Linked DNA regions of Drosophila melanogaster: all the other regions are linked to region 1. Evidence: chromatin contacts called from public HiChIP or PLAC-seq data. All regions are on one chromosome and are shown on one strand. Each heading gives the region's core, a stretch centred on a gene start, on an enhancer-like site or on the middle of the called end of the contact. The rest is flanking DNA. Distances are from core to core; before and after follow the strand shown. Region 1 overlaps Ca-alpha1T (Ca[2+]-channel protein alpha[[1]] subunit T). Region 2 holds the start of CG5966. Region 3 overlaps Ca-alpha1T (Ca[2+]-channel protein alpha[[1]] subunit T).

What was found. HiChIP or PLAC-seq counts read pairs in DNA pulled down with a chosen protein or histone mark.
Region 2: a CP190 HiChIP or PLAC-seq map of the Kc167 cell line shows a contact between it and region 1, with 10 times the contacts expected there. The contact joins the promoter of CG5966 here to the enhancer-like site in region 1. A contact is called at or near these places in 65 of 107 Hi-C or Micro-C datasets (the D17-c3 cell line, the Kc167 cell line, the ML-DmBG3-c2 cell line and 22 more) and 2 of 6 datasets of contacts at active chromatin or transcription factors (both in the Kc167 cell line).
Region 3: a Pc HiChIP or PLAC-seq map of the Kc167 cell line shows a contact between it and region 1, with 2.7 times the contacts expected there. The contact joins two enhancer-like sites. A contact is called at or near these places in 19 of 107 Hi-C or Micro-C datasets (the D17-c3 cell line, the Kc167 cell line, the OSC cell line and 8 more) and 1 of 6 datasets of contacts at active chromatin or transcription factors (the Kc167 cell line).

Annotation. Positions count from the first base shown.
Region 1 is chrX:6,107,675-6,111,806 of dm6, reverse strand. It overlaps Ca-alpha1T (Ca[2+]-channel protein alpha[[1]] subunit T), which reads left to right. Exons shown (of 27, transcript NM_001272338.1): 25 at 1-133; 26 at 1,861-3,777; 27 at 3,846-4,132. Among named protein-coding and RNA genes, the nearest start is that of Mipp2, 18 kb to the right of the region's middle. Within about 2 kb of position 1,801, at least 24 of the 39 cell types and tissues checked have an H3K27ac peak or open chromatin away from gene starts, as enhancers often do. A contact at or near this core is called in the Kc167 cell line, the OSC cell line, the S2 cell line and 10 more, where this site is marked.
Region 2 is chrX:5,986,767-5,990,898 of dm6, reverse strand. CG5966 reads right to left here and starts at 2,108. Exons shown (of 3, transcript NM_132058.3): 1 at 1,542-2,108; 2 at 1-409. The coding sequence starts at 1,659.
Region 3 is chrX:6,177,834-6,181,965 of dm6, reverse strand. The region is part of intron 2 of Ca-alpha1T (Ca[2+]-channel protein alpha[[1]] subunit T); the gene reads left to right. Among named protein-coding and RNA genes, the nearest start is that of Ca-alpha1T, 13 kb to the left of the region's middle. Within about 2 kb of position 1,880, at least 9 of the 39 cell types and tissues checked have an H3K27ac peak or open chromatin away from gene starts, as enhancers often do. A contact at or near this core is called in the Kc167 cell line, where this site is marked.

The sequences.
Region 1 (4,132 bases), core at 552-3,051:
GTTTTACGGCCACGACGCCTACTTTACGTCCGGCTGGAATATCATGGACGGATCTTTGGTTACCATTTCCATAATTGATTTGTTAATGTCCCTGATTAGCGAATCGAGTCCGAGGATATTTGGGATTTTAAGGGTAAGTACGGGCTCGCGGCCCTTGGAAACTTTGCTATCCGAAAGCAGCAGCAGTAGCCAGCAGTCCTCAGTCGACCAGAAAACCAGACAACCAGTAAAACAAGCCAATCTCAAGCGATTACCAACAAGCAGACCAAGATCAACCAGAACAGCTATTACCAAGAACCACGCCCAGAACCGACCACGCCCATTTACTTGGCTGCTGGGCTGCGCACTCGGATCAAAAAAAAAAAAAAAACTACCGCTAAATCGCTAATCGCAATTTATAGCTAAAGCTAATGCTAATGCTAATGCTAATGCTCGAAATTCCCAATCAAAATCGCTCGCTATATCGCCTCGAACACATAGCTCTGTCTCTGTTTCTCTGCTGATTGGCTATCTCTGTCTTTTTATGTGCTCTTCTTTTTCTTGCGCACACCCACACACTTTTACACACACTCACACACACCTGCAAACCTAAAAACATATACACATACATGATCCAAAATTCTTCAATGAAACATAATCTGAAAACTTTTCAATTTTGAGTTCATCTTCTACTTACACACATCTCGTGTCTACCTCTATATAAAACATTGTGTATATAATATACTTATATATATGTATATATATTGTATATCTCTATGAAAACTTCAGGTAAATTTCCGCTGTTATGCGTTAATCAGCAAAAAAATCCAATTTGTTTTCACCATTTAGTATGTGTGTGTAGACCCCACTTCCCGAAATATAACTTTTAAAAGTATTCCCCCGAAAAAAAAAAAAAACCAAAGAAAACTAAAATTCCAGTAATCTGTTGACTCGCCTTCATTGAGTTTCGTATTGTATATACTTGTTACCTTACCTTACCTTTCGACAAACTCCAAGTGATAGGGTTATGACACTTGAAATGAAAGGACCTCTAAGGGTTTATCATTTCAATAACAAAAACGCTCTCTAAATCTTTTTCTCCGCTTTCGGATTTCTTCGAGTTACCTAGTTACCATTAAGTTAATTCATGTGGTCAGTAGTTGTGTCAGTTGGTAGTGTCATACCCCTATTTCAAATAAAGCCACCATTTGAGCTGTTCTCCACTTTCATTCCACTCCAATCGAAACGAAACAAAACGAACGACATCTCCATCTAGCTATAATTATAATTGCAAACGCCTCATCTCGTTGTATTATTACAAATTATTATTAAACCCATCCCCATCGCCTTGCTTTGTTGTTCAAGCAGTGTTGGCATTTATATATATATTATTTTTGGGGCATAACTGCCCCGATTTGTGTGACATTTTCCAAGATAATTCCATTAGTTACAGCACACCAGTGGTTTTACTTTTAAACTTAAACAACTTAAAAAATTGCATAACATTCAACTAAAAAAAAGTAATAATTTAACTTGGAAATTATTAAAATGCACTATTCATTAGGTTGCTTCTTATATTATATTTTAATAAAGTGTAAGTTTTAACTGTGGTTATAACACTGGTGTGCTTTGTTGCTATATCCTTATTTGTTGGCTTCATCCTGAGTAAATATTGTATGTATATTCTACATGGTTTTCATGCTTTTACTACATGTGTGGCGCCACCTGGCGTCCGCTGGCTGAAGCCAGCGAAGCAAGCAGTGTCTCGCGAGAGACGCCGCCGATAAACAAGTATAGCCGATGCACCAACCACAACCACTCTTCTCTTCTCGTCCTTTTCCGTTTGTTCTGTTCTCGCCCCGGAAACAAATGTCCTTGCAGGTGTTTCGACTACTCCGATCCTTGCGGCCGCTGCGGGTGATCAACCGAGCCCCGGGTCTGAAACTAGTCGTGCAAACGCTCTTATCGTCCCTGCGTCCCATCGGCAACATCGTGCTGATCTGCTGCACCTTCTTCATCATCTTCGGCATCCTGGGCGTTCAGCTCTTCAAGGGCACCTTCTACTACTGCGAGGGAGAGAACATCAAGGGCGTGCGGAATGCGGACGAGTGCCGCAGGATTCCTGGCAACGTTTGGACCAACCGCAAGTACAACTTCGACGATCTGGGCAAGGCCCTGATGTCTTTATTCGTCCTGAGTTCCCGCGACGGCTGGGTAAACATCATGTACACCGGCCTGGATGCGGTGGGCGTCGACCAGCAGCCCATCGTTAACTATAACGAGTGGCGTCTCCTGTACTTCATCGCCTTCATCCTGTTGGTGGGCTTCTTCGTGCTGAACATGTTCGTCGGCGTGGTGGTGGAGAACTTCCATCGTTGTCGTGAGGAGCAGGAGAAGGAGGAGAAGATCCGGCGGGCGGCGAAGAGGGCTCTGCAGATGGAGAAGAAGCGCCGCCGGATGCACGAGCCACCTTACTACACCAACTACTCACCCACCCGGATGTTCGTTCACAATGTGGTGACCTCCAAGTACTTTGATTTAGCCATTGCTGCCGTCATCGGCCTGAACGTGGTCACCATGGCCATGGAGTACTACAAGATGCCATCTGGACTCAAGTATGCACTGAAGATCTTCAATTACTTTTTTACGGCGGTCTTCATACTGGAGGCCAATATGAAGTTGGTCGCTCTGGGCTGGAAGCTGTATCTCAAGGACCGCTGGAACCAGCTAGACGTGGGCATTGTCCTGCTCTCGATTGTGGGCATTGTACTGGAGGAGCTGGAGACGAACACGCACCAGATTATACCCATCAATCCGACGATTATACGGGTGATGAGGGTACTGCGGATTGCCAGAGTGCTGAAACTCCTGAAGATGGCCAATGGCATAAGGGCCCTCCTGGACACCGTGATGCAGGCCCTGCCCCAGGTGGGCAACCTGGGACTACTGTTTTTCCTGCTATTCTTCATATTCGCGGCATTGGGCGTGGAGCTTTTCGGGCGACTCGAGTGCTCCGACGAGATTCCCTGTCAGGGATTGGGCGAGCACGCGCACTTCGCCAACTTTGGCATGGCTTTCCTCACATTGTTTCGCGTAGCGACTGGCGACAATTGGAACGGCATCATGAAGGATACGCTGAGGGATAATTGCGATGACGCGGCCGATTGCGTGCGCAATTGCTGCGTCAGCTCGGTTATTGCTCCCATATTCTTTGTGATATTCGTGCTAATGGCGCAATTCGTTTTAGTGAACGTCGTCGTGGCTGTACTGATGAAACACCTCGAGGAGAGCCACAAGCAAATGGAGGACGAGCTCGATATGGAGGTGGAGCTCGAGCGCGAGCTGGTGCGCGAGCAGGAGTTCGCCCAGGAGCAAAAGCTGTGCCAGCAGCTGGCGGAGGCGCAATCAAAGGCGGCCGCTCCCCCGCGCCCCCTCGCCAAGGTCAAGTCGCTGCCAAAGAACTTCATCTACAGCACACCATCGCTGGACAAGAAATTCCCAGCGGTTTCGGGCGTCAACAATCCCAGCCTGACCAGCTCGGCGGCCACCAATCTCAATCAGGTGGCGACGGCGGGAAGTGGGGGTGCGGCACCGGGAGCGGTACCGGCCGGATCGGGAGCTGGACCACGAAGGCAGACCGTCCAGTACTTCCAGCAGCCACCACAGTCCATGCTCGGCGGCCTGAGTCTGGCCGAGATGGGCGGCACGCTGACGCCTCAGGCACTCGGTGCCCGATTGGGCGAACCCTTCGGCGGCGGAGGAGGAAACAAATCTGGGCCACGACGCCAATCCTACTGGGTAATTTGAAAAGTTCATTCATCCAAAATTGCATTTAATTTAATTTTTTGTTTGTTTCATAATAACAGCAAATTAATCCAATCCGTAAGCGCGGCGTGCTGTCCAAGGAGCGCTCACTGGACGAGCAGGCCATCCGTCGACGGAATCTGGAGGCCAAGCGCACCAGCTGCGACTCGCTCCCATGGGGCGGAGATGCCCTCGACTGCCGTAGGGGCACGATCTTCGAGAGCCTCGAGTCCGATGGGGGAGGAGTAGGGGGTGGTGGTAGTGGCGGCGGTGGTGGTGGACTAGGAGGAGGAGTTTCCTACGATTTACGGAGTGTACGCAGCGCGGATGTCGGCCATTCGGAGATGGA
Region 2 (4,132 bases), core at 859-3,358, 120 kb after region 1:
TGGGCGGTGATGGCGCCCACTAGCCGGATATTGGCAACCGCCTGGACATACGGCGGACTAGCGCCACCGCCCCAATCGATGAGGACCACGGATGCCCGACCCTCGGGCTCGTGGGCCAGCAGCGCCTTGGCCATGTCCCACATCCAGGGAATTTCACCGGACTCCAGGTATCCATGGACAAGCAGGAATATCTTGCCCTTGGGATTCATTCCCATGCCTTGAACGCTTTCTGGATCATTGAGATCCAGATACTTGGGCTGATCCAATGCCCTTCGCGTGTGCAGTGTGAAATGGGGCTCGATCTCCGAAGGCTTCTGCGGATGCACATTTATCGAACGGGTCACCGTGTTCCAGGGTCCATTGATCGGAAAACAGCCATACACTCCGAAGCATTTTACCTCGTTGATGTCTGGCGAGGATTGGGGAAAATCAGTGGGTTTGTTGTGGTATGTTTGGTCTATAAATCAACAGGCGAACACCTGAACTGAGATAAGCGGGTTGGAATTTTAGCAACAAATAACCAACTATCACTAGTTTTATATATAGTTATAATTCAAAACCACTGAGGCTAAAATCTTGAAAATAATCTACTCGGGCAATTTGAATCCATGAAACTATAATAGGCATTATAAAACCATTAATCTGAACGTAACTGCCTTCTTTTAATATTCCTTTAAACTTTTGCAAAATCTCAATTAGAACTGTTGTGGTCTGGTAAAAAGCCTAACGATCCATGAAAAAACCTTAGACAATTTTCAAGATGTCAGATGCCTGTAATGTTCCATTAAGTATTTCATATGGGCCAGAAGACTTCAATTTATTTGGCCAGTGGTGCATGGATTGCCGTCTCTATTTTATCGTGGTCTTCTTTGGCTTTCCGTTTGTATCGGAAGTTTTCGATTAGATAGGCGTGTGCCGCGTCCCTCCAACAACTGAATACATATTATATATCTACATATATGTACGCACGATATGTACATATATGAAACCGCACCGGACGGAGTCGCGTCATTAGCCTTTTGGGACCCTGATTTCCAAATCAAATTGAAGCACGCCGAGTTGCCACCTGTGCCTCCATCACTCAGGTGATCGCAATCGCTGCGGGCTTCTTGAAAGAGCTTTCCCCATTTGCTAATGCGAGCAGCACTCAGCATCTTTGGATTTCGAAGCACTAAAGATCCGAAAACTGTTTGCTCAGCACACTCAGCAAAAGAAACCACTTAAGGTTGCCCCTAACTGGGCCCAAATGACACAGCTGCGGCCAAGATAATAGCTCCAATTACTCTACTCTCTTACTCTATAAAGTGGGGATATCTTGTATTTATTCTAATCTTTAACTTATTATTGAATAATAGTTCTACATATTTGTAAAAATTTCATTTCATTGAAACACTAGAAATCCCTTAGCTACTCCTATTTCGACCGCCACTGTGGCTCAAGTGGCAGATACTTTTGGGCCACTTTCGATGGACATGTTCTAGTTACGATGGGTGGTGCAATCGGTGGTAGCCAAAAGTGGGCTCGTGGCTCGAATTACTTACCACTTTTGGGAGCTGGTGGTAGGTCCACCAGGGTGTTGACTGCCGCCCGACTGGTGTGGTTGGCCAAATACAACATGGTCTGCAGCATTAGGCCGCCCGTCGTGTTGGCCACATACATCCTGCAGCTGTATCTGATTCCGATTCCGATTCCGATGCCAAATGTGATCCCTTAGATCCTGGGGATCTTGGAAATTCCCAACTTGAATCACACACTTTTTCCCAGGGCTTTAGTCAGTTCTTAACTGAACCACAATCACAAATCACTTGAACGAGTGCCACTCGAGTTGGCTATTATCTAAGGCTAGGACTGTATAGTCGAGTTACGATGGGATCGATCGATTGATCGATCGGCCTTTTGTTTGGTGCCTGGCTTTTCTTTTCTATAGTTTTAATTAAGTTGACGTTAATCTTATCGACTGTCTTTCGTCTCGAGTGTGCCGTTAGCTTGTTAGGTTAGTTGGCGGCCCTCGGTTTCTTTCGATTTTGACTATCGCCAATGACTGGGCTATATGTCGTGTATATCTCCGCCGATCTGAGTCGCTTGGAAACCGTCGCACCACTGAGCGGATCAGCTGCGCCCCACGCAATTTTTATAAAGACGTAGACGTCGCGAGAAATCGAAACCGTAACCGAAATCAGAAAGCTGCATCCGAAGCTGCAGCCGAAGCCGCCGATCGAAGATAGTGCTGACCGATCCGCCGATTTCCCGACATATACATATGCGTACAATACGTCTACCACTTCAAAGGTCAAGTGTAATAAACAGTTGGTGGAAGCCGAATATCTCGTGGAAATTACCATGAAGGCTATTCAGAAAAAAAACATACTTTAAATCTATAACCCGTTCAAGTATCACTATATATACCATTAAATGTTGATAACTACGCTCCTTTTACAGATATTATTTCTATGGAAGTTATGTCGTATTTTCGCTAGACAGCCAACACTGACCAATGAGCTTCGGCACGCGACTTACAGCAGAGAGTGTGAAAGAGAGAGAGGAAAGCAAGAGGCCCTGAGCAGCTGATAGTGCACAAGTCGAGCGTTTCGCTCAGTGTAGATGCAAAGTACACCAGCTGCTCTTTGTTGGATGCACCTTCTTGATAAGGAAGCCGATCCGCTCTGCCGACGACAACAAAGTGACCGCCATGAATGCGTTGAGCAATCTCTTACAGGAAGAGGGCGGCACAAGGGAGGATCTTATGATGGGTCAGAAATAGAGGATGGGGAACAGCCCCCTTGGGCAATCAGCAGCTGTTCTCGACAACCCATTCGGCACGGCGAGAAAAAATATACTTATTTGTATAAACTACCCATAACGATCCTAACGATTTGAACCATGTTTTTAAGGATATTCCATTATTATTGGCAATATATATCTTTAAATTTTAAAAGATTGTTATTTTAGCTTACTTTAAAAGTAGTTATATATCTAAAGATCAATATATTTGTAGAATATCTTTAAGCATGACGAACCTAGTTTTTTGCTAGCTTATTAATAGAAGAAAATTGTTTTGTGTGTAACATGCCAAGTGAATTTCTATGAAAACTGTGTCAATCGACGGGCCCCTGCCACGCCCTTGTCCCTCAGCCCACCGCCACTGACAGGTGGTGGTGTCAATGTCTGGTTAGCACTAAATATATTTGCATATGTATATTATGTTCCCCATTGGCACACGTTATCAGCGGCCAGTAATTTTCGCAGAATCCCGCCGTTTCGCTTTCGAGGCGTCCAAAGTCCGGAGAAGGTGTTTACGAGTCGGGTTTTCGATCGCTTGACACTCCACCAGGATCTCGAATATTGCCCATTGACGTCAAAGAGGCGGCCTTTCAAAAGCGTTATCACGACCTAAAGTCTGTCTGCTTTATTCTTGTTTTTGTTTACGACTTTTCTCGAAAACACAACAGAATACCCTGGAAAAATGCGAAGCTTTTAATACGATCTATACTTAGATATGTCTCTGACTCAGAGGGTATTACTTCCGTAAAGATTCAGCAGCTATTGCCCCGATTTCCGATAAGCATCGAACTTTGATTTCGAAAATTGATTCCGGTTCAAAAATCCACATGCATTGCAAATCAACACTGGTGTCTATTTGTTTTGATATTTTCCCATCGACGGGTCCAACGTCACAGCCACGCCCACTTGTTCCTAGCAAGTGTAAAAACATTTTGTTTACAACAATTATTACATGTGGCGTATAGATTACACCGAAAGGCTAATTGAAAACGGAACACACAGTGCAGAATATGAAGAATATTGAATAACAATCGCTGCAATCGCTCTCAATGGCATAAGCCCCCAAGGGGATTATAGTTTACATAGATCAGTGCCAGATCGGCGGGGGACTATAGCTTTACAGGGTACAAAGTATAAAGTACGCGCAGAATGTTAAACGTTCAAGAGGCATGGAAATTACAAAAAGAGTTTAGATTTATGGAAAATGAAGCTTTATGCTTTAAAATATAATTTTATAGTAAATTTTATAGTAAATTATATTTTCCATTGAAAAATATCATAGCATATTGTTTCCCTAAGCCAAGTGCTAATCAAAATTTTGGGCATACCTTCAAGAATGTAGGTCATACAA
Region 3 (4,132 bases), core at 631-3,130, 70 kb before region 1:
ATGGCGGTGCCTGTAGGCATCCCAATGGCCAAGAAAGCAGTCCCCATGAATGGGCCCCTTTTATTGCATTGCCAACATGAAAATAACGAATAAAAATTGAGTGGATTGCCCTCAGACTCGAAGAGGGGGGGAAAAAAAATAATAACATGGGGTTAATGGAGAACTTGGGCCGTGTGGGAGGGGCGGGCTAACGAGGTGAAGCACTTGAAAGCGGGTTAAGGGACATGGTCCTGGGATAACGCCAAGGTGGTTAAGTAATGGCCGCCGCAAATCCACCGCCATGAGTCCAGTAATTGAGGAGATGGGCCTAGGGATGCCGGATTACAACGGGCTCTCAATCCCCCGAATCACCGGGATGAGATGCAAACAGTTGGATTTAGGGATAGGGATGGGTGGTAAATGAGAGGGTGGCCAACGAAGCCCAAGGAGGTGGGAAGCAAACACCAAATGTTAGGGGTGGTGGCCGAGGCAAATAGGTTGGATGGATTATTTGGATGGGCTGGATAAGGAAGCTTACGGGCTGAGTATCAAAACAAAGACGGAAAAGGCTATTAAATAAAAGACAAAGGCACATAAACCTTAAACTTGAAAATATCCCTGCCTTTTTGGGCAGAGGCTTGACGAAATGGTTTCTTATATGCGTTATCTAAGGATACACTTATTTTGTATTATGTACACACCTTTTTCATCAATCAATTACTGTTGATTTTCCCTTTACAAGGAGCTTGTCAACCAGTTGGCTTCCCGCAGATTACATGCAGTTCATTGCACTATCGCCATCTCATTGCTTTTCGAAATGAACCGCCTTTATTTTCCTTATTTTTTTTTTTCGCAGTGCCAAGTCCCTGGGAAAATTGCATTTGTCGTCGGCCACGGCAAACAGTTCCATTCAGACTTTCATTTTGGCTGGCTGGCTCCGTGTGCTGTGTCCTGTGTCCTGCGCTCAAGTATGCCATGGGCTTCCGGCATTTGGCACTCGTTTCTAGACTTGCATCAACTTCCGTTCCGTTTCGGAACCGCCCCCTTTTCCACCCAACACCCACTTTTCCAGTGGACATGCCGGCAATTTACGCGAATTTCCGCTTGACGGAAATGCACAAAGTGAAAGCAGCCAAGGCAAACGAGAGCAAAAAGCAAAAAAGCAAAACAACGACAACGACAACTTGAGCCTGTCATCACATGGGCAACAGTTTGTTGGTTGGGGATGGATCGCCCCGCTCTCAGTTTTCACCTTTCACCGTTCAACGTTCAACGTTCACCTTTCACCTTTCTGCCGGCCATTTCTATCCGTTGTTTGCAATTGGTTTATTCTATTAGATTCACTCGGGGAATCGGGGCCATATCGATAAGGCAAATTGAGTCAGTCGCTGCACTCTCTCAATGGGAATGGCTGAACAGTCGTGATGGAGTGGAAATCCTTGAGGGATTGCAGCCAAAAAAGGAATGGAAATGGCTCAATTTGTTGCAAATCGGAAAATAGATACATGTGCAGCTCGCTGAAATTGATTTGGTGTGGATCAATTTGTGGGCAAATCCTCGTCGAGTGGTGTCGCCCCGAAATTGATTTGAATTTCATTACTTGCTAAAATATTGCTATTTTTCTCTGCTTTATTTATCTAATTGAAACGGCACGTATAAATTTAGATTTTTCCCAAACACTAATACCTGTCGCTTAACAGCTTTGTTAACTAAGTCATTTGATGGTCTTATCCCTGCATTAATAGAGAAGAAGTAAACTCCCATTCAAATGGGGAATACCACATAACAGGCAATCAATTATTTGCACATTATGCTTAGAGTACATATATGTGTATGTGTGTGTATGTGTATGCCGTTGGTAAACGCCTTTTGTGTGTTGAGTTGACCGCTTATTAGCGTTCAGCTGGTAAGTATGCTACGCAAATTGGCCAAGTGGCGCCGCACGTGAGGTCAGAAGGTCCAGTTCCACCAGGTGGCTGGCCAAAATGGGTGGTTGCTCAAATTATTCGCGGCTAATGAGAGTGTTGCGCCATCCAATTCCGCTCCGCGAACCGCTAAAAATAAACTCAGTCGGTGGGGAAACAAAACTATCCGAAAGTAATCCGCTGAAGTAGTTTCTCCCTTTTCCCCCCCCATAAACAGCAAAAAAAGTGGAAGGTAGCGGGGATGGGGGGGAGCTGAATAAGGGAAAGAACTGCCAAGATTAGTTTCACAGCTTACAGCAATTTGTTGTGACTACAACAGCAGCGGGAGCAGCAACAGAAAGTTGCTCATATTGCGATAGAAAGGGTGCACTGAGAGAAAAGAAACACAGCGTATTAGTTATGTTAGTTGGCAGCAAAAAAAAAACATTGAAATCTTTAAATTGTATCTCTCTTCTCGTCCTTGGTTAGCTAAGGGATTTGAAGTTTTTATTGCAAGACACTCATGTTTGTTTCTTTCAGTGCATATACTTGCTCTCTAAAAGGCAGAAAAGTAGAAACGAAGCCAAAGCCGAAAGCCAAAAGCAGCAAACGTCGTCGTCAACATTTGGCTTAGCTGAGTTTCTGTCGCAGCGACTGGCGGGGGGGTCGTGGCAGGAAGGCGGATAGGCGGAGGGCGTGGCAGGGGCACGGGACTGGCAACTACTGTAACAGTAATACTTTAAGCCTTTACGCAGACGACAAGCAGCAGGAGAGCTTTCTGTTCTGTTCTGTTCTGTTCTGTTCTCGGTAACGCGACCACAGTGGCAACCGCAAAATGCAATGATCCCCGCGCACAGTGGTTCAAAGTTCATTATGCAGGGGAGTGCACCAAGTTAAGCAGTGGCCAAAAACCATACAGTTTATTAACAGTGGGCTTTGCGGGGATTTGGCAACCACAATTTGCGTGTGCCCGGGGGTTTATTAAATCATTTGAAAAGTGAGCTCACAAGGCTTGACTACACACTTATCATTATGTTGAGAGAATAGTATAGTATGTAAATATATATATAGTAGCATATGTGCCATAGTATAAGACCACATATACTTACACACACACACACATACATAACCACATAGGAACAGCCATACACAAAATCATAGAATGCCTTAGGATATAAGTCATAAAATCATGTATCCAATAAGAACCCAAATTCTGGTGACAATAACAAATCCAGCCTACCCTAATGTAAACATTAACATCCGCTGCCGAATCAGTTATTCCCACCAAAGGGTCAAAACCGCTTACGCAGCTCAAGTTCTCGGCTGATCAGTACCCATGAGTGATCCACTCAAGAAGGCACCCAATCCAACAGACATAAACATCCGCAGCCGCATTCGCGACTCCCACCAGAGGGTCAAAACTGCTAACACAGCTTTAAGGGTCAAAACTTTCCACGTAGCTCAAACTCGGCTGATCTATATCCATGCGCAATCCACTCAAGAGAGCGCCTAATTAACGTAAACATAAATGAGAGCCTATGTACGCTCAATATGAAGAAGTAAATAAGCTCAGCCAAGGGTTTGCTAAGCGTTCGCTTTGCAAATTAGATTTAGATTTTATTCATACTTCAATTGTGTAAGACGTGAATTTGTCTCCGACATTCGCTTAAGTTTTTGATCAATAAAAATACTTTTTTTTATAAACCAACAAACCGCGAAGTTGTAATTGGCGCAGCCGGTAGGATCCGCGTGTGAACATAATCTCTTAGAGCTAATAGATTAGTTCGAGATTAATAAAGCGCAACTCGTGACGAACAAAGTTTCGCTTGTGCTTCAGTTCATACAAAGCAGATCCGCAAAAGAACTTATGTGACAAAATATTTGTGAACAGTTATCTAACTCTCGATGTTGGATACTATTAATACAAATATAAATTAAAAAACTGCAAGTGACCATTAAAGTGTGACCCACCAAAATAAATAAAAGGTGTGACTGTTACCAGGTCAGTGTTGTGTAGCCCATCTAGCATTGATTGGACTGCTACAAAGGTGTGCGAATTTTAAATAAATAAAATAAAACCCCGGTATCAATCTACCAAGTGATTCAAAGAAAAATCAACTATAGCCAACAACATGGCACAACCCAGCGAACAAATTATGATTCTATCTGAATTACATTTGAATCAGGCTTTGGGCCAGATTCGTCACATCTCAACATTTGACGGTTCCACAAGAGAACTGGCATCATTT